Regions from separate parts of the Mus musculus genome. Here regions 2, 3 and 4 are each linked to region 1. The links are chromatin contacts, called in public HiChIP or PLAC-seq and promoter capture Hi-C maps. All regions are on one chromosome and are shown on one strand. Each heading gives the region's core, a stretch centred on a gene start, on an enhancer-like site or on the middle of the called end of the contact. The rest is flanking DNA. Distances are from core to core; before and after follow the strand shown.

What was found. Promoter capture Hi-C pulls out the DNA fragments that hold promoters and counts their contacts. HiChIP or PLAC-seq counts read pairs in DNA pulled down with a chosen protein or histone mark.
Region 2: a promoter capture Hi-C map of pre-B cells shows a contact between it and region 1. The contact joins the promoter of D17H6S56E-5 here to the promoter of Nrm in region 1. A contact is called at or near these places in 2 of 39 promoter capture datasets (cranial neural crest and pre-B cells) and 2 of 115 datasets of contacts at active chromatin or transcription factors (embryonic midbrain and pancreatic cancer cells).
Region 3: a promoter capture Hi-C map of cranial neural crest shows a contact between it and region 1. The contact joins the promoter of G6bos here to the promoter of Nrm in region 1. A contact is called at or near these places in 1 of 39 promoter capture datasets (cranial neural crest) and 1 of 115 datasets of contacts at active chromatin or transcription factors (pancreatic cancer cells).
Region 4: a contact with region 1 is called in a FOXA1 HiChIP or PLAC-seq map of pancreatic cancer cells. The contact joins the promoter of D17H6S53E here to the promoter of Nrm in region 1. A contact is called at or near these places in 8 of 39 promoter capture datasets (cranial neural crest, embryonic stem cells, frontonasal cranial neural crest and 4 more), 4 of 115 datasets of contacts at active chromatin or transcription factors (astrocytes, bone marrow-derived macrophages, memory CD8 T cells and 1 more) and 2 of 9 other capture datasets (adipose tissue and liver).

Annotation. Positions count from the first base shown.
Region 1 is chr17:35,858,684-35,863,398 of GRCm38.p6, reverse strand. Nrm (nurim (nuclear envelope membrane protein)) reads right to left here and starts at 2,081. Exons shown (of 4, transcript NM_134122.2): 1 at 1,882-2,081. The coding sequence starts at 2,014. It overlaps Mdc1 (mediator of DNA damage checkpoint 1), which reads right to left. Exons shown (of 16, transcript NM_001010833.2): 16 at 3,729-4,715.
Region 2 is chr17:34,998,023-35,002,737 of GRCm38.p6, reverse strand. D17H6S56E-5 (DNA segment, Chr 17, human D6S56E 5) reads left to right here and starts at 1,992. Exons shown (of 2, transcript NM_033075.3): 1 at 1,992-2,571; 2 at 3,269-4,715. The coding sequence starts at 2,565. It overlaps Vars (valyl-tRNA synthetase), which reads right to left and starts at 1,831. Exons shown (of 30, transcript NM_011690.3): 1 at 1,506-1,831; 2 at 908-1,326. The coding sequence starts at 1,294.
Region 3 is chr17:35,062,344-35,067,058 of GRCm38.p6, reverse strand. G6bos (G6b opposite strand) reads right to left here and starts at 2,622. Exons shown (of 1, transcript NR_001462.1): 1 at 1,463-2,622. Mpig6b (megakaryocyte and platelet inhibitory receptor G6b) reads left to right here and starts at 875. Exons shown (of 6, transcript NM_001191012.1): 1 at 875-949; 2 at 1,155-1,496; 3 at 1,650-1,740; 4 at 2,103-2,155; 5 at 2,297-2,373; 6 at 2,623-4,366. The coding sequence starts at 889. The coding sequence ends at 2,727.
Region 4 is chr17:35,125,050-35,129,764 of GRCm38.p6, reverse strand. D17H6S53E (DNA segment, Chr 17, human D6S53E) reads right to left here and starts at 3,363. Exons shown (of 3, transcript NM_033477.2): 1 at 3,315-3,363; 2 at 2,980-3,122; 3 at 910-2,843. The coding sequence starts at 2,650. The coding sequence ends at 1,769. Gm20522 (predicted gene 20522) reads left to right here and starts at 3,422. Exons shown (of 3, transcript NR_168268.1): 1 at 3,422-3,607; 2 at 4,450-4,532. It overlaps Apom (apolipoprotein M), which reads left to right. Exons shown (of 6, transcript NM_018816.2): 6 at 630-768. The coding sequence ends at 655.

The DNA.
Region 1 (4,715 bases), core at 832-3,331:
GATGGCTAGGACATTCCCCTAACCACATCTTTGGAAGCTCTATGTCAAGCCCCTGATGCTTTCAAGATCTTGTCAAGGCCATTCCCAGTTCACTCTGCTGTTCCTTCAATCTTCCATCTTCTCTAGGCCTCCTCCTGGGGAAGGTTTTTAGGTAGGGTCACCTTTAAAAACAAGGTGGGAGGGCTGGGGAGATGGCTCAGTCTATGTAGTGTTGTATAAGCCCGAGGACCTGAATTCAAGCCCAGCATGGTGGTGTGTGCCAGTAATTTTAGTGCTGGGAAGGCAGGGACAGAAGAATCCCCAGAGAGTCTTAGTGGTTAACAACACTTGCTGTGAGGACCCAGCTTGGTTCTCAGCATCTACATGGCAGCTCACAGCTATCTATAACCCCAGTTCCAGGTGAGCCATCGAACCTCTTGGTTTGCCTCAGGTCTCTGTAAAAAAAAAACAACTATGTCCCAAGAATATGTGGGAGATAGGGCTGGAGAGATGGCTCATCGGTTAAGAGCACTGGCTAGAGCAGGGAAGTGGTGGTGCATATCTTTAATCCCAGGACTTGGGAGGCAGAGGCAGGTGGATTTCTGAGTTGGAGGCCAGCCTGGTCTACAGAGTGAGTTCCAGGACAGCCAGGGCTACACAGAGAAACCATGTCTTGGAAAACCAAAAAAAAAAAAAAAGAGAGAGAGAGAGAGAGAGAGAAAGAGAGAGAGTGCATTGGCTAGGAGGCAGAGGCAGGTGGATTTTTAAATTCGAGGCCAGCCTGGTCTACAGTGAGTTCCAGGACAGCCAGGGCTATGCAGAGAAACCCTGTCTCCCCCCTCCCCCCTCAATAAGCACTGGCTGCTCTGGCTGCTCTTCCAGAGGTCCTGAGTTCAATTCCTAGCTACCACATGGTGGCTTACAACCATCTGTAATAGGATCTTATGCCCTCTTCTGGTGTGTCTGAAGACAGCTAAGGTTTACTCATATACATAAAATAAATAAATCTTAAGAAAGAAAGAAAGAAAGAAAGAAAGAAAGAAAGAAAGAAAGAAAGGCATGGTGGCCCACACCTTTAATCCCAGTACTCGGGAGGCAGAGGCAGGCGGATTTCTGAGTTTGAGGCCAGCCTGGTCTACAGAGTGAGTTCCAGGACAGCCAGAGCTATACAGAGAAACCCTGTCTCAAAACACCAAAATAAATAAATAAATCTTAAAAAAAAAAAAAAAAAAAGAATACATAGGCCTCTGAATTCCAAGCCAGCTGGGGATACATAGAAATACCCTGAAAAAAAAAACCCAAAAACAAACAAACAAACAACTCAAGGTTGTCCTTCAGCAGCCGTTTGCACTGCACACACAGGAGCACAAGCACACATTCCACAATTATATTCATTCACACACACACACACACACACACAAGCAAGCAAGGAGACTAGGGAAGTGGTCTTTGGTGTGGTTTTCTTGTTTGCTTTTCCAAGACAGGGTATCTCTACATACATAGTCCTCACTCAATAGATCAGGCCTTGAAATCAGTAATGATAGACCTTCAATCAAGAGATCCGTTTGCCTCTGCCCCCTCCAATAATAGGGTTAAAGGTGTGAGCTACCACATCTCGCTGTCTGGGGTTTTCTAGCAGCGTTTCCCCTTTTTTATCTTTCTCCTTCCCCTGGCTCTCCTCACAAAACCCCACCCCCACCCCGGGCCGTACTCTGTCAGTCTTCACTCGCAGCTTTCTGCACAAGACTAATCTTGGAGTTTCTGATTTAGCCTCCGCTCCCTTCCCAGCAGCGCCTCCCAGCTTTGGCGGTTTCCCTGTCATTTGTTTCCATGCCCCGCCCTCGCCACGCTGCTTCGGCTCCTCCTCTCCGCTTCAGCTCGCCCTGGATCCCTGCGGCTCACCGGGACCGCCAGACTCCGGGATCCCTCCAAGCAGCGGCCTCAGGGAGGTGAAACGCACGAATTCCACTCCGGTGCCAAAGGCCAGGATGAAGGAGGCGAGGGCCGCAGGAACCAGCAGCAGCGCCGGTGCCATGGCGAGCAGCGCGGAGCCTGAGGAGAAGGCGGGCTCAGGGTTCCCGCGACTGCTGGCCCTGCCCAGGTCCCGCCTCCTTGGGGGTGCTGGCGGCAAGGCGGGGACCGCGAGCGGCGCGTCACAGCGCGGAGTTGGAATCCCAGGCGTCGTCAGGGCAGCTGGTCTGCGGCTACCCTTGTGGGTCGAATCTCAGCGCTGTCAGTGTTCTCGAGGAAAGTGAAGACAGAGCCTCCCTTGCGTGGAAACATAAAGAACATCTTGTTTTTAAAGATAATCACTCCTTATTCTCCAGCCTCAATCCCTGATGTGCTGGGGTTACAAACGGCGCCACCCCGCCCAACATAGATTTTTGTATAGTGACCGTTTTAGAGCTGGGTGTGGTGGCTCGTGCCTGTAATTCCAGTACTCGGAAGGGTGAGGCAGGAGAATTTGAAGTTAGCTTGGACTGCATATGGAGACCGGTTCCGAAAAAGCCATTAAAAAAAAAAAGAGAGAGAGAGAGACAAGGTCGGGAGATGGTGGCATATGGATCTCCAAGTTCCAGGCCAGCCTGGCCTATATAGTCAGTTCTAGGATAGCCAAAGGCTACACAGAGAAACCCTGTCTCTAAAACCAAAGACCGAGTAATGAAAGGCTCAATCACCATAGCTATCCAAGTACAGGGTCCTCAGAAGACAAGAGCTGATTCTCTCAGATTACAGATAGAGCAAGGGCAGGGAGGCTGGTTGCTCCCAAGACGTCTGGACCAAGTTCTAATGCATTGTATAGCACTTTTCCTCCCCACCCTGATCTCTGCTTGGGAAATGTATTGAGTGGGCTCCATCTGTGAATGTTTTTGAAGAAGTTCTGTACTTACATTTATTTTGCCTTTATGTGTATTGATGTTTTGCTTGCAACTATGTGAGTGTCAGATCTTGGAGTAACAGTGGTGAGCTGCCATGTGGGTGCTGGTATTTGAACCCAGGTCCTCTGGAAGAGCCCAGTACCCTCAACCACTGAGCTCTCTCCAGCCCCCACTTGGACTGCTCAAAAAAAAAAAAATGTATATATATTTTTAATGGCAGAATCTAGCCAGGTGGTGGTACACGCCTTAATGGCAGAATCTTCATGTAGCGCAAGATGGCTTCGAACTTGCTGTTATGTAGCTGAGAATCATCTTGAGCAGATCCTCTTGCCTCTGCCTCCAAGTGCTGGGATTATGGCCTAGCATCACATCCTGGCTCCACTGATCTTCTAGACACTGTGAAGTGGTCCCAGAAGAGCTTATAGGTGGGAAACAAGCAGTTGACTATGTGTGGTTTCTCTTTAACCTGTTTCCTCCTTAAATCATAATGCAAGCTCTAGGGAGGCAAATGCCTAAGGCTCACTGTCCATCCAGCCCAGCCTAAGGGTGCCCCATGTCCCAGTGAGATTCCCTATCTCAAAGAAAAACAAAGTGGCCCGAGGAAAGACATCCAAGGCTGACTTCTGGCCTCCACAGGCATCAAATGAACAATGGTCTAGGACTACTGCTTAGCGGTGAAGCTTTTGAGCAGCATTTCAGGAAGCCTTAGATTCAACCCCCGGCACCACCAAAAAAGAAAAACCTTAAAGATCAAGCATATAACTGGGGTGTGAATGAGTTGTAAAGCAATTGCCTGTCATGAGTTGGGCCTCATTTGTGCCAACCACCAATAGTTCTCTAAGCTTATACATAATTCACTGCAGGAAAATATAAAGTAAGCAACTTTTTTATTGAAGTGAAATTCATAAAGCAAAAAAAACCCAACCCTTTTATACATTAGTACTTAATATTCTGCATTATGTACAATCACTTCCTCTTTCTGATTCCAAGTCTTTCAACTCCCCACAGGGGAACACTAGACCCCTTGAACAGCTTCTGTGTACTCATGGTCTGGCAAGCATCAATTTGCTCTTACCTTTGTGAATTCACACCACACTTTATATATTATTATGCAGGTGGAATCAAACCTGTCCCTTTTGTCTCGCCCTTGTGTTAGGGTGTCTTTGACCACCTTCAAATACTGTGTTTTCACTTCATGTCTGAACATTGCTTTCTGTGCAGACAGTATATATGCTCATCCTTGCTGAACAAAAATCTTCAGCTTTTCTATATTTGGAAAGAGGTGAGGGGCTGGGAATAAGGTTTAGTGGTAGAGGCTTTGCCTAGCATGCATAAAGGAAGGAAGCTCCAGGTTCAAGCCCCAGCCCAACCAAAAAGATAAAACATCAAGTGCTTTTCATTTTTGAATCTTTTGCAGTTTAGACTGAGCTGACCTTGGGGGCGGAAAAACAAAACAAAAACCCAAAAATCCACGATGAGCTTGAACTTCTGATCCTACTAGCCTTTACAGGGACTGCTGGGATTACATACCAAATGCATGTTTAAAAGTTTTCTTTGCAGCCGGGCGTGGTGGCACACGCCTTTAATCCCAGCACTCGGGAGGCAGAGGCAGGCAGATTTCTGAGTTCAAGGCCAGCCTGGTCTACAAAGTGAGTTCCAGGACAGCCAGGGCTATACAGAGAAACCCTGTCTCGAAGAAACAAAACCAAACAAAACAGAGTTTTTTTTTGCTTACAGAACAGTCTTGCTGGGTCATAGAGTGACCAGGCAGGCACAACGAGCACTGACTCACCTTACACATGTCCAGAGAAAATGGCAAAAAACAAACCAAAAAAAATTTTTTCCTTCTCTTTCGAG
Region 2 (4,715 bases), core at 743-3,242, 860 kb after region 1:
TGGAAGGACTCACAGAAACAATCTGGTGTGTCATCTGTCCTCTCCCTGCCTCTCCTTCAACTTCAAGCCTCCTCTGACTCCTCCCAGCAACTGTCATCTCTCCCCAGTCTTCCCTACAGTTCAACATAAAACCGCTCACATCCTGCATCCCTGTCACACTTGCCAACCAGGGCCTTGTCAACCTCACCTAAGCCAGTGGCCCGTGCGAAGTGGGAAACTCAATTGGGAAAATGTCCCCACCAGACTGGCCTGTGGGTAAGCGTGTGGGGACGTTTTCTTAACTAATGATTATGTGGAGGGCCAGTCCATTGTAGGGGATACCACCCCTGGCAAAGCAGCCCTGGACGGTATAAAAGAGCAGGCTGAACAAGCTGTGGAAAGTGAGCCAGAAAGTATCGGTCCTGCACGGCCTCTTTTTGTTTCTGCTTCCAGTCACTGGTCTGACTTCCTTCAGTGATGGAGAGCTGTAACCTGAAACAATTCCTTTCTTTCCCAAGGCGCTTTTGGTCATGTTGTTTTAAACATGGCAACAGAAACCCAAAGACAGACTTGGGAATGCTTGGCACACCAGTGCGTTCGTTCCGAGCCATTCAGTTAGAGCGAGACCTAATTTAAAGACACACACACACACACACACACACACACACACACACTCCAAACGTAGTGAAAACAGCAAAACCACGCTCCACTCCCGGGCGCTCATGTATCACACCCCCGGAGGAAGGAAGAGATTTCATCATCTTGCATTCTCAGACATAGAAGACCAAGGCTCGAGAAAAAGTGTTCCCAAAGTTACTACACCAGGTGGCAGGCAGAGATGCGACCGCCTGACAACCGACTTTTTTCGTGGGATTCTTCCCAATCCTGTTTGTGTAGTCAGAATTTCTCCCTTTTTCTTCCCTCTCACCTGGGGATCCTGACCAGGACCTCGAAGTCCCAGGGCAGGCAGGGTCGCCCCGCAGGCAGCGGGTATGAGCTCCGTGTCAGCATAACTGACCCACTGCTGGACCAGGACAGCTGCCCGGCTGCCCCCGGGTCCCCCCAGGCCTGCAGGCCACAACAGCTGAGCTACAGCCGGGGCCCCCCACACCCACAGGCCGCCAGGTCCCTGCTCCAGGGCGGGCAGGCGAGGCGGAGGGAATGGAGTCCGGCTGCTCGGGGGAGGCTGCAAGCAGATGCGGGGGTGAGGGCCTCCCCACCCGGGACCGTCACCAGCTTCCCCGTATCGGGCAGCGATGAGGGCTCGGAGGCTGGGGAAGGCGTCGGGGTGAGGAGAGACGTAGAGGATGGACATGGCTGTGCAGGGTCCGAACGCGGTGCAGTGACCTGAGGAGAGACCCGGCAGATTGAGGAGGGGACCTGAGCACGTGCTGCAAGGTACGCAGGCGCCCGGCCGGACCCTAGGCCTGGCCGAGCAGCCGCCAGCAGCGCCTAGAGGAGGAGGCGGGACCCCGATCGCCCGCCCCCTCGGGTTGGAGAGGGGAGGCCGCGCCGCGTGTACGTACTGAAGGCGGCGATCACACTCGGCCGGCTACGGCCGCGGCCCCACAGGGCGGCCGGGGTGGAGGTGGCGGGCAGCGGAGGCAGCTCTCCCGCTGCGGGAGAACGCGGCCGGGACAGCGGCACCCACGTGTCCCCCCCTTTGTGACAGCGCACGTTTCCGGACTCGGGTCCTCGCAGGGCTGCCGGGCCCCGCCTGTGCGTGCGCGATCCCGAGGGTCCGTGCGCGGCCCACCGCTGCCGGACGGGTCAAGCAGGGGCCAGAGTGGCTCGTGCAGCACGGAGACGGGAACCCGCGTGCCGGGACGAGCCTGGGTCTGGGTCAGGCGCCGCCGCGGGCAGCCCGTGGCCCTCGGGTCAGGCGCCGCCGCGGGCAGCCCGGGGTCTTCGTGTCTAGAGCGCGGGAAAACGAAAGCCCTAGTGTCTGGAGTGCGTGCTTGGTCCCAGGTTTCCGCCTTTTGCAGGGCGAGCTGCAGAATCTCGGGCTGCTCCAAGTGAAAGACCCCACCATAAGGCTTAGCAAGTTAGCTGCAGTAACGCCATTTTGCAAGGCATGATAAAGTACCAGAGCTGAGTTCTCAAAAGTTACAAGGAAGTTTAGTTAAAGAATAAGGCTGAATAATACCGGGACAGGGGCCAAACAGGATATCTGTGGTCAAGCACCTGGGCCCCGGCTCAGGGCCAAGAACAGATGGTACTCAGATAAAGCGAAACCAGCAACAGTTTCTGGAAAGTCCCACCTCAGTTTCAGGTTCCCCAAATGACCGGGAAATACCCCAAGCCTTATTTAAACTAACCAATCAGCTCGCTTCTCGCTTCTGTACCCGCGCTTTTTGCCCCCCAGCCCTAGCCCTATAAGAAGGGTAAGTACTCCACACTCGGCGCGCCAGTCATCCGATAGACTGAGTCGCCCGGGTACCCGTGTTCCCAATAAAGCCTTTTGCTGTTGCATCCGAATCGTGGCCTCGCTGATCCTTGGGAGGGTCTCCTCAGAGTGATTGACTACCCAGCTTGGGGGTCTTTCACAAGCAGTGCCTGGCTGCTGGGAGCTGTTGCTGTAGGGAATGAAAGGTTGGTAATTCCCTGGCGTTGGTAAATGCACCGTGCGTTCCGCGTCTCTTGCTTGTATTTATCTTATGCTTTTAGAAAGCGTACTGATGGGGTGTGCTCAAGGCCATGTCAGGCTTTTGGTAACGGAGTGCACCGCCAGTTCGCGGAAGATCCTCGGATCTAACCCAGGTAAAACAGGAAAGGGGCTCTAGGTGCTGAGCGCTCACTGCCTGACATGGAGTCACGTGAAGGAAGGGCAGGGGACCCAAAGGCAGAAGCACTCCAGCTGGTCTACTAAAGCTCAAACCTAGAGGGAAAACATAAGTTCGCAGTGCTTTTGAGAGGCCACTGCTAGCCTGGCAGTGGTGGCGCATGCCTTTAATCCCAGCACTTATGAGTGTGAGGCAGAGGCAGGCGGATTTCTTGAGTTCGAGGACAGCCAGAGCTACACAGAGAAACCCTGTCTCGAAAAACCAAGAAAAAAAGAAGAAGAAAAGAAAGGGGGGTTGGGGGAGAAAGGCCTGTTGGGATAATCTCTTGTGTACTGTGTAAAGTTGTCTTTGTATTATTCAAAAGTACACGGAGAGAGAAATCAGGCAGAAAAACTTCATGCCAGCTGTAGACAAGAGTGCTTACAGGTCCTTTACAAGGTACAGAAATGGATTGGGCCAAACATGGCAGATCTATGCAACACCTAACCACCATTGTTTCCAACCAGGTGATGAAGTCTCGATCACTAGACGGGAGATGCTGCCAAGTGCCCCAGACGGGATCAAGACTCCAATGACAACCATAAGATTCCCTAAAGCTAAGACACTGCAGATCTTGACTCTGCTGATTTCTATAGGTGTGGTCCAAACTAGTCCTATGCCCCATGAACCCCATAACCTTACTTGGGTTATAACTAACACTGCTACGGGGACTGTAATTAACTCGACCTCCCACCTCGCCCCCATTGGAACTTGGTTTCCTGATCTTGTTTTTGATTTGTGTGCACTAGCGGATGGGACCTGGGATCCCCTGGGCCTTGTATGGGGGTGTCAACATCCAGCTCAACACAGTGAACTTCGGAGAACCCCCTTCTATGTCTGCCCTGGAGAGGGGAGGTCTCCACAGCAGACGGCTACCTGTGGAGGACCAGAGTCATACTTCTGTGCATATTGGGGTTGTGAGTCGACTGGGTCCATCTCCTGGACGCCACCGATAAAAGATGACCTCATCAAGGTCCAAAGGAGCCCTGGATCGGAATCCCAAGGATGGGGGTATGGATTGCAGCCCAAGCTGGATGCAAATGATCTTGGTGGGCCATGTTCCTCCAACTGTAACCCCATTACAGTTCAGTTCACCCCCAAGGGAAAAGAAAGCGTAGGATGGGAAAAGGGAAAGACATGGGGACTAAGACTGTATGTGTCTGGATATGACTATGGAGTAATGTTTACGATCCAACTCTCTGCCCGACAGGGCATGCCTTTAGGCCCCAATCCAGCCCTGCCCCCTGTTGGACTCACGGTGACTCAATCACAAATCACAGTCCCCATTTCTCAGGAACTTAGACCCAGGTCTGGGCCATGGGACTTGCTTAAGGCCACTTACCTGGTATTGAATAATTCTAAACCAGAGCTTACAAGTAAATGTTGGCTCTGCTTGGATGCCCAGCCACCCTATTATGAAGGAATAGCCGTTCCTGGAAATTATACCACCTCTACTGACAACAAGGACTGTCGTTGGCAGTATCCAGGTAAAGGGAGACTAACCTTAGAGCTAATTCAGGGAAAAGGACTCTGCTTTGGGACAATACCCCACACCCATAGACATTTATGTAATAGCATCCAGGAAGCCCCAGACAGGGATGCTTACATTATACCCCCCATCAATACATGGTGGGCATGCACTACTGGGCTGACATCTTGCATCCACACCCAGGCTCTTAACCTCACAAATGGATTTTGTGTACTGGTCCAGCTTGCCCCTAGAATTCTTCGTTACTCTGATGAGATGGGGACCAGACTATCTCCATTCCCAGCTGCTCGAGCGAAGCGGGCTACTGTTGCCGAGATCCTGGGTGCATCAGCCTTCGACTTCCAAGATGAGAATTATAAAGTGTTAAGCTCTGCCATAGATGCAGATTTAATGGAACTAGGGAAATCCTTATCCAAGTCCAAAAC
Region 3 (4,715 bases), core at 1,373-3,872, 800 kb after region 1:
GAAAAGCCTCTGTGACTTAGACAGCCACAACACTAGTTTCTGCTAGTTCCCAGGAAACAGACAGTAACTGAGTTGTTTCAGCAACTTTGGGTGCCTAGGGATGGGAGGACATTGATCAGACATTCCAGCAGAAATTGACGAAACAGGTGAATTAATGTAGATCCATTCCCCAGCCAGTCTTCCAACTGATGCTCAGCCACAAGATAAAGAAGGGCTTATGGCATCATGGAGGGTTTCTGTGATGTCAGAGAGGCGGGGCTGAGGCTGTATAACATGCCAAGGAAGCCCTCACCCCACTTGGACTTGGGTTTGGGAGGAGTCCCTTGGGTAGGGAGGAGCCCATTGGGTAGGGAGGAGCCCATTGGGTAGGGAGGAACATCATGGGCACACAGAGGTGAGATAGGAACTAAGATAGAGATAATAATGACCATGTCATACACTGAGTACTCCCATATGTCATCTATTGCTTTAGACTCTCTCAATGTATTGATTTGGTTCTCACATGCTTTTAGCTCCATTTTCCTGATGAGGGAACAGGCAGGGATTAAGTGGCTTGCTCACATCACCCAGCTACTGTGTGGCTGGATGAACTCAGGATTCGAACTCAGGAAGCTGAGCTTCAGTATTTGTGGTACTTTGGGGCCATGGTAGTTGTTCGCAAAAAAGCATAGCGCCTTTGCAAAAGGTTTCAAGCACAAAATTTAAAATCATTTCAAAGTTCGAAGACTGCATGTTGGCTTGAGGATTCCTAGAGGGATCCAGAAATTGGTGGCCTCACACTCGCTCTTATCTGAGCCCCCAGTCCGGCAGGATCCCCATCCCTGCCCCTCTGCTTCCCTCCGGTCTCCCTGCTGATTCACTCCCGCCTCTGACCACCACATCCCAACCATGGCCTTGGTCCTGCCGCTGCTGCCTTTGTTGCTCTCAAAGGTCCAGGGGAATCCCGAGGGTAGGCCATCCCTGGGAAGTTGTGATGGGCAAAGAAAGACTGAGACAACTAGGATCACCTTGTGTGTGTGTGTGTGTGTGTGTGTGTGTGCGCGCGCGCGCGCGCACGCGGCGGGGCGGGGGGGTGGGAGAGAGACAGAGACAGAGAGACAGAGAGAGCGCCTGATAAACTAGCCCTAACTATCTCCCTCCCCCACCTTTCCTAGTTTCTTTGGAGGGCAGCCCTGGGGACCGGGTGAATCTCTCCTGCATAGGGGTCTCCGACCCCACCCGCTGGGCTTGGGCGCCTAGTTTCCCAGCATGCAAGGGCTTGTCTAAAGGGCGCCGTCCGATCTTGTGGGCCTCGACGAGAGGGACCCCAACTGTGCTCCAGCATTTCTCTGGCCGCCTGCGTTCCCTGGACAATGGTATCAAGCGGCTAGAGCTGCTGCTGAGCGCCGGGGATTCTGGAACCTTTTTCTGCAAAGGACGCCACGAGAATGAGAGTCGCACAGTGCTTCAAGTGTTAGGGGACAAGGCAGGTTGCCGGCCTGCAGGATCTACCCACGGTAGGTCGAGGCCCAGATGCACAGGGGCACTTAATTTGGACACACACGCGGGACAAAAAGCGGGGCGGAATCTTACAGAGCGGTAAAGTTAGTAGAACCCTATTGTCTGTACCCCTGACCACGGCATCTCTCCCTGCCTCGCGGTCTCCCTAGGGTACGAGTATCCCAAGGTCCTGATTCCGCTCCTGGGCGTTGGGCTTGTGCTGGGACTGGGAGTCGCGGGCGTGGTCTGGCGGCGGCGCAGGTGAGCACTGGAGGCGGAGCCTGGCTTGAAACAGGGTGTGACCAGTCAGGGCGTGGGGAAAGAGGTGGGGCAGAGCCCTAACCTTTACAAAGAAAAAGAAGTGTCTGGAGGCCTGGCGTTTGTTAAAAGAATGTGAGAGGTCAGCCCTTGGGTGCTAGGCTACAGGCTGGAGTAGGGAACCGAGGCTGCAGAAACCAAACTGAAAGGTCAGAAAGCCCAGAGAGTGGGCGGGACCTGGTTCCAGAGGAGCCTAAGTTGTTTTGCTGGTCGGAGACTGCAGTTTGCACAGTTCTTATTGGCGCCGCCTGCGGCCGAGGAACCAGTAAGACGAGATTGGTGACTCTTCAAGGACTTCCTTACAGACTCTCGCCTCCGCCCCCACCCCCGCCCCCGCCTGGACCACTACCCACATTTGGTGAGATTAACTGCACTCAATTTCCCTATCCTACCCGCACAATCCCTAACCCTGAGTTCTTGAGTCTGAGTCCTTGCGAGGAGCAGACAAAGTTGGTCATTTTCTCTTCACCCTTCAGTTCTGTCCCTCCCTCCCACATAGCTCCAGTCATAAATGCTGAGCCACAGAGGCCTTTAGAACAGGAGTCCAAGATCTCAGGCCACCTGGACCAGGAGCCGGTAAGGGCCTGGGGATGGGAAAAAGGCCAGAATCCCGGAGGAAAGAGGGCCAAGAAAGCAGCCTAGCTAGGTTGCTGTGGAGCAGCAGTGTAATCCCAGCACTCTGGAGGTTTAAGCAGGAAGATGAAAGCCAGGCTTTGCTACATAGTCGCCTTTACCCACAGTGGGGAAAAGAAAAAAAGCTTTGATTCCAAGCTAAGGGGTCAGATTGATGAGACCATACTACCGTCCTCTCTCTACCTCCTCCAGAGCCTGCACTACGCTGATCTGGACCACTCTGTCCTCGGGAGGCACCGCCGGATGTCCACAGTGGTTTCTGGTGATGCCTCCACTGTCTATGCGGTTGTAGTATAAAGGGAAGCCCTTGTTCTGCCAACCCTTTCTATCTGGGGCTCCCCTGTATAACCTCAGCTAGAAGGGGCAGGCACCATGGACAGAGGCACTGATAGAGGCGACTGACTACCTGGTTTGCGTTCTGCCAATGGTCAACTTTTTTTCTGTCACTTCCATCTTCTGTAACATCTTTCCTTCTCCACTGCTGCCCTCTCTAAAGATGATCAAGCTGCCTGTTAAGCTTTTTCTTCGCGCCCCCCCCCAAGACTGGGATTTCTCTGTATAGCCTTGGCTGTCTTGGAACTCCGTAGACCATAGACCAAGCTGGCCTTGAACTCAGAGAATTCATCTGCTTCTGCCTCCCAACTTCTGAGTTTAAAGGCACTGCCTGGCCCAATGAAGCATTTCAAACTTTAGACATAGACCTGCCTCGTTACCGGTCTGACTGCACTCCCCCTGCTCATTGGCTGCTGCTGCTGCTCATCCACTGAAAGGTTGCCAGTGATGTCCTACCACCAGATAACATTCACCCCTGTTTAAACCAGGGTTTACTTTGTTGCTATTGTCTTTGTAGTAGCACTGTTCTGCTCATCTCTTTGTTTCTCCTCCGTACTCTTCTAGGAAGCTGGCCAATCAATCTTCAGCCCCCAAATGATACACAGTAGTCCTTCCAAGCCAGATCTCAGACCTAGTTCACTCTGTCCAGATGGCCTCAGGCATTTTGCCCAAGGCTTGTCAAACCTGACTCAGTCATTTCTTAAGCCATCCCCTGGGTCCTCCTCTGAAAGCTCTTGAAGAACCCAAGTTGTCCAAGCCAGAAACTGGGGTCAGAGTACACCATCTCCTCTCCCACACAAGGACTTATCAGGACCCTAACCCGCCGCTTCCACTCCTTTTAAAGACAGGCTCTCTTATGGCTGAGGCTGACTTTGAAATCTCCCTCTCCTTATGTCTACCTTCAGTGTTTGGATAAAAGTGATTGCAAGCATGCACCACCAACCACACAAGGCCTTGTCTGTAGCAGGTCACTGTCCTCTGTACCTTTCTCCATGTCCAATGCTGCCACCAGAATGTACTGTCATCATTTGCTTCATGATGACCCACAGACCCCTCTGATCCTCGTGCCCTGCTCTTCCTACTCAAAGCCAGCAAGATTCCCAGGATCAACCACTGGTTCTTTCCCAAGGTTTCAGCTCTGGGGCTGTGAGCGTGGGCTCTGTGTTCAGGCTCCAGCACTGGGCCCCTTTTTAGGCCTATCCATCATTTTCTGTGTGCACACGCCCTCAGAGAGTTTCTCCACAATGTTCTCCCTACAATACTCGTTGGCTCTTTGAAATAAATTCTGTTTTCTGGATTCCTTTTTCCTCTTCCTCCCTTCCCACCTGGATAATTGCCCCCCAGGATTTCATTCAAATGTAGCTTTTTCTGAGATAGCCTCATCCCAAATGCTTGCCTACTTCTGCACAAAATTTGATGCTCTAGAAACCCCCTGGTTTTTCCTTATAGAACCAGACTCCAGCAAATAAATCACCCCATTACAACACGTCTGTCAGTTTATAAGAAAATATCAGGAAGTATGAGTTCAGCCTTGGACCAGGAATGAGCGTCCTGGAAAACATCCCTTTCTTCTTTATCAAATAAAGGCAGACTTTGAATCCTGAGCCTGAGTCACCTGACATTTAGGTAAATTCAGAAAGTGATCCACCCATGCACACAGCATAATTCCCTTTCCACCCTGCCTGCATTCCCCACAACAGACACGGTCTCCTGTCTCTCTTTGTACCTGAGTCCTGTGGCACGGTAGGGGTGAGTCAGGAAGCCCATAAAGAGGGTTTTTAAAATGAAAGAGTCCAGCTGGGCGGTGGTGGCTCAAGCTTTTAATCCTAGCACTCAGAAGACAGAGACAGGTGAATTTGAGTTTGAGGAGAGCCTGGTATACAGAGTGAGCTCCAGGACAGCTACACAAACATTGTCTTTAACAAAAGTTAAAGAATCAGCCGGGTGTGGTG
Region 4 (4,715 bases), core at 2,114-4,613, 730 kb after region 1:
GATAGCTCAGCAGTTAAGAGCACTGACTGCTCTTCCAACAGTCCTGAGTTCAAATCCCAGCCACCACATGGTGGCTCAACCATCTGTAATGAGATCTGATGCCCTCTTCTGGGGTGTCTGAAGACAGCTAGTGTACTTACATAAATAAAGAAATCTTTGGGCAGGAGAGAGCGGGGCCAGACAGGCGGGGCCAGAGAGAGAAGAAAAAAATGTCTGAAGTGTACTTACATATAATAAATAAATCTTAAAAAAAATTTAAAAAAAGAGGTGAAAGATAGGTTTCTTAGAATTTAGAGCAGTGGTCTTCAACCTTCCAAACGCCCTTTAACACGGTTCTTCATGTTGTGGTGACACCCCACCCCACCCCCCAACCGTAAAACTATTTTGTTGCTCTTTTGCTACTTTTATGAATCATTTAAGTATCTCACATGCAGGGTATCTGTACGAAACCCCTGTGAAAGGGTGGTTTGTCGTCCCCCCCCAAGGGGTCATGACCCACAGCTGGAGAACCACCGCTTTAGATAAAGGGAGGAGAGGGCCAGATGTAGAGTCTCCTACCTTACTCCAGTGCCAACGGCACTCCTCCCCTGGACGACCACCCTCTTACTCTCTCCCTCCTCCCCCCACAGAGGCCTGCCCGCTGTCCAGCAAGTGACCAGTGACTTCACCCGTGTCCTAGACAGACAAGATAGGAGCCCAGCTTCGAGTGGAGAAGCCAGCGACTCCTGCCCCCTCTCGTGGATAATAAAGATGATTTGTCAGTCCTCATCTCCTGGGTTTTGTCTGCAGACATCAAAGATATCATTTCTCCACTTTGACCCTCCCCTCCCACCCCACCCCCTGACGGACACCTCCACCACCTCACACCCCCGGCTGTCAGGCATCAGGAAGGACACTGAGTGGAACCTCTCACATTAGACTGGTGTATTTAGGATGTAGTGTGGCACATTTATTGCTGAGTGAGCAATGCCTGAGTGGAGAGGCAGTCACGGTGCTTCCCCCACTGCCCTTCAGAGCTGCCAGCTCTTCTGTACTGGTCCTCATGCCAATCCAGCCCACAGCAGCTCTGTTTCTTCTGGCTCCCACCGACCTGCAGACCCTCACTGCAGGTACTGCGGCACCTGAAGCCCCTTCTCCCTCAAAGCCTCACTCTCCTCTAAACGGTTCTAGTCCTAGGATCCAAGGGACACTACGGGTCTCCCCATCAACTCTTAATGCAGAGATCTCTGTCCTGCCTCTGGCCCCATCCACCCCTGCGCTTGGAAAGGGCCCTGTGGTGTCCGTTCTCCACGGTTGCTTTTATTCTATTTTGCTTTTAAAAAGTGGAGGTGGAAATTTAAAAAAAAAAAAAAGTGAGTAAATGTAAAAGCAAGAAATAACAAAAGCTGGTGACTTTGCTGGGCATGGTGGCACATGCCTTTAATCCCAGCACTCGGGAGGCAGAGGCAGGCGGATTTCTGAGTTCGAGGCCAGCCTGGTCTACAGAGTGAGTTCCAGGACAGCTAGGGCTATACAGAGAAACCCTGTCTCAAAAAAACCAAAAAAAAAAAAAAAAAAAAAAAAAAAAAAAGCTGGTGACTTCAATGGTGATGTCCCATTGTCCATTACTGGCCATCCTAGCCAGCCCTGTCTGTCAAGTGTGACAGGAGCTCCTGTGCCTGAGTTTCCTCCCCATCCCTGAGGTCTCTGTGCTTACAATCTGGGTTTCCCCACCTTCCTCCTAAAGGCCACCCCACTATCTTTACCCTTTGCTCCCACCCTCTCCCAGTCACAACATCCTTCCGGGACCTTCCCTCTGCTCCTTGGCCTCCCTCTCCTGCCCCTCACTCTCCCAATCAGCGGTCTCCTCATCTTCAACAGGTTCCCGGAGGCTGACAGCCAGCACCAGGGCCTGCAACAAGCCAAAGAGGCAGGCAAAATGCAGGGGGTGGGCAGTAAGTAAGCTCAGCACAGCGTGGAGCCCATGTAGGGCGGCCAGGAAACATAGCAGCCCATGAAGCCAGAGGCCCACAGGTCCTCGAAGGCCCAAAGCATCCAAGATGGCTCGGAGTGGCCTGGAGCACAGAGCCAGCAGGGCTGTGGCAAGCAGCTCCAGCAGGTGCAGGGTCAAGTTGGTAGAGATCTGCAGGTACTCCTCTGGGTCCTGCAGGTAATGTGAAGGAGCCCCTGGTTCCCCCCGTAACCAACGCAGCAGCTTCTGACGGCGACCAGGTTTCTCCAACAGGGCTTCTGGCCCAATGGTGCCTAGTCTCCCTTGAGCGGACACTCCAAGGTTCTTCACGCCACCTGAATCCACAGGATCCCAGTCTAGTTTGGGAATGGCCCCTCCAGACTCCAGTCTTGCAGGCTCTTGAATGGTAGAGGCAGTCTTGTCCCGCTTGAGGGAATCCATTCTTTTGCTCCCCAGTTGATCCACTTTGAGGTCCCTGCTAGACTCTGGAGCAGCCCCGGGGGGTCTCCGTGTTCCTGAATCCTTGGTCTTAAGGGGCCCCACATCTCCCATGGTCTCTGGAGCACTGTCCCAGTCACTCCCCGAATTCTCCGGGGAGCTGTCCACCCATCTGGGTTCTGGGGCAGGCAAATCAGCCTTTGTTGATTTCTTTCGACCCCAAGGTCGAGGTAGCCAGCCACCAAGCCGTCGAAGGAACATGACTGAGCTGTGCAATGCGCTTCCCAAATCTGTGACCACTTCCTGACTCTGCGTAAGATTCTCAGGATCTCCTCCGAAGCCAGAATCAGTTCCGGTTCAGAAGAGGTGTCTGCTTGGTGATATTGTCCTACTCTGAATTCAGAAAGGACTCACACAGCCCCAAGTGTGGTAAATGGCCTGCTTCCGTGTCAGTCTAAGGGAAAAGAAATCCATTTGCCACCCCACACACTAACAAGACTTCTAGAGCCCGATAAGGCCAGGGTCACCCCCACAATGTTCTGTGCTTTCAGATTTCCTTCCCAGCAGTCAGCACCCCAAGTTTCACTCACCAAGACCACATCCCAAGGTGCCCCAGAAAGGGGAGAGGTGGTGTTCCATTGAAGGAAAGAAGGTGGTGGCCCAGGGTCCTTCGGTCCTGAAACTGAGGAACCTTCAAATCGCTGCCCAAGGGAGCTCAAGGAACAGGAAGTCTCTGTTGAGAGGAAGACGGGATGGAAGTGTCTAGCGAACTCCAGTCAGTTAAGTGCATCCCTTAACTTAGGAAGCTATCATTCCAAAAAGTGGCCCTACTGTCCCGCGAGGGCGCAGCTGAGACGCGGCCTCCGCAAGGTCAGAACAGAGATGTCCTTGGAGATCGCAGACGCAAGACACAGTACAGGCCTACCTGGGGACCCAGGCGTCTGGGTGCTCGCGCAGCGAGTAGCTGTGGGGCCCAGCGTCCGGGGAGCGGCCTCCGGGAGCCGTGCGAGCCCGGAAGCAGCTGTACCGGGTCGGGAGGGACCAGCGGGGGCGGAGCTCCGCAACCCGTGAGGCGGACTCGACAGAGCGACCTCCTCCGAAGCCCCCGCGATTCACTAGCGCAGGCGTAGAGAGAGGACCACCTAAGACCAGACCCTGAGCACGAACCCGGGTTCGGCTGCTCACCTCCCAGACCTTCCCGCCGCTGACACTGGTTAGGTATTCTAGCCCTTAGTTTGGGATTTTTTTGTTTTGTTTTTCAATGTAACTTTAGCTATCTTGAATTAGCTCGGTAGACCAGACTGGCCTTGAACTCAAAAGAGATCTGCCCGCCTCTTGTCTCCTTGATTAAAGGCACGCTGCACCACTGCCCAGCTTTGTTTTTAAGGACAGGTCCCCTATATATGTAGCTTAGATCCATATATATATATATATATATATATATAGCTCAGGATATATATAGCTCAGGAAAGGCTTGGACATATGTTGCCCAGACTGCCTTTGAGTCGATCCTCTTGCCACTGCTTCCCTGTGTGACGATTCCAGCCTCTCTGTGGTTCTTTCTCACAACCCCCGCCATTCCTCCATTTCTCACCTGAGATATCTTGTAATGCTGGTCCAGAAAGGTAAATAACAGGAGCCACGTGATTTAAGCAGCCGCCCTTTGGCCTTCCAGACTGGGATTTGAAAGCTTTCATGTTCCTAGCACTCTGTATAAGCATCTCAAGGGATTGGGGGTGCCAAGTACGTAAGAGAAGTGTAGAAAAGCATATTGCCTGGTTTTCAGGGAGTGAAATGATCTCTTAGGACTGCCTTAAGCCTTGGAATCCTAACTCAGTAAGCAGGTATGAAGCCCTAGGTTAAGCCCCATGTAGCACTCCAGAACCAGTTTTAGCTGAGTTTGATGCCAGCCTGGTCTACACATAGTGAGAGACTGTGTCTCAAAAAACAAAAAGAAAAAAAGTTCATCTTGAACTTTTTATCTGGGAGGTCAGAGCTCTGGTCACAGCTAGAATGTCACACAGGTTGGATGACATTAGTTGTATTGGCCAATCCTGCAGGACTCTACTTCCTCTCTGGGGACTTTTAACTTCCCTACCACAAGGTATTACACTTCATCACAGCTGGCTTCCTCAAGTTCAAGGTTTGTATCAGGCAGAGCAGAGCAAAGTATCTTTGGCTTTTCTCCCAATGTCAGCAGCATCTTTTGGATGCATCTTGTCTTGGAGAGGGGCCCCACCCAGGGTCTTCCCAGTGTTAGGCAGGTGCTCTAACCAAGCTATGCCCGCCCCTCTCCAACACATAGCACACTTGGTTTGTGATACTT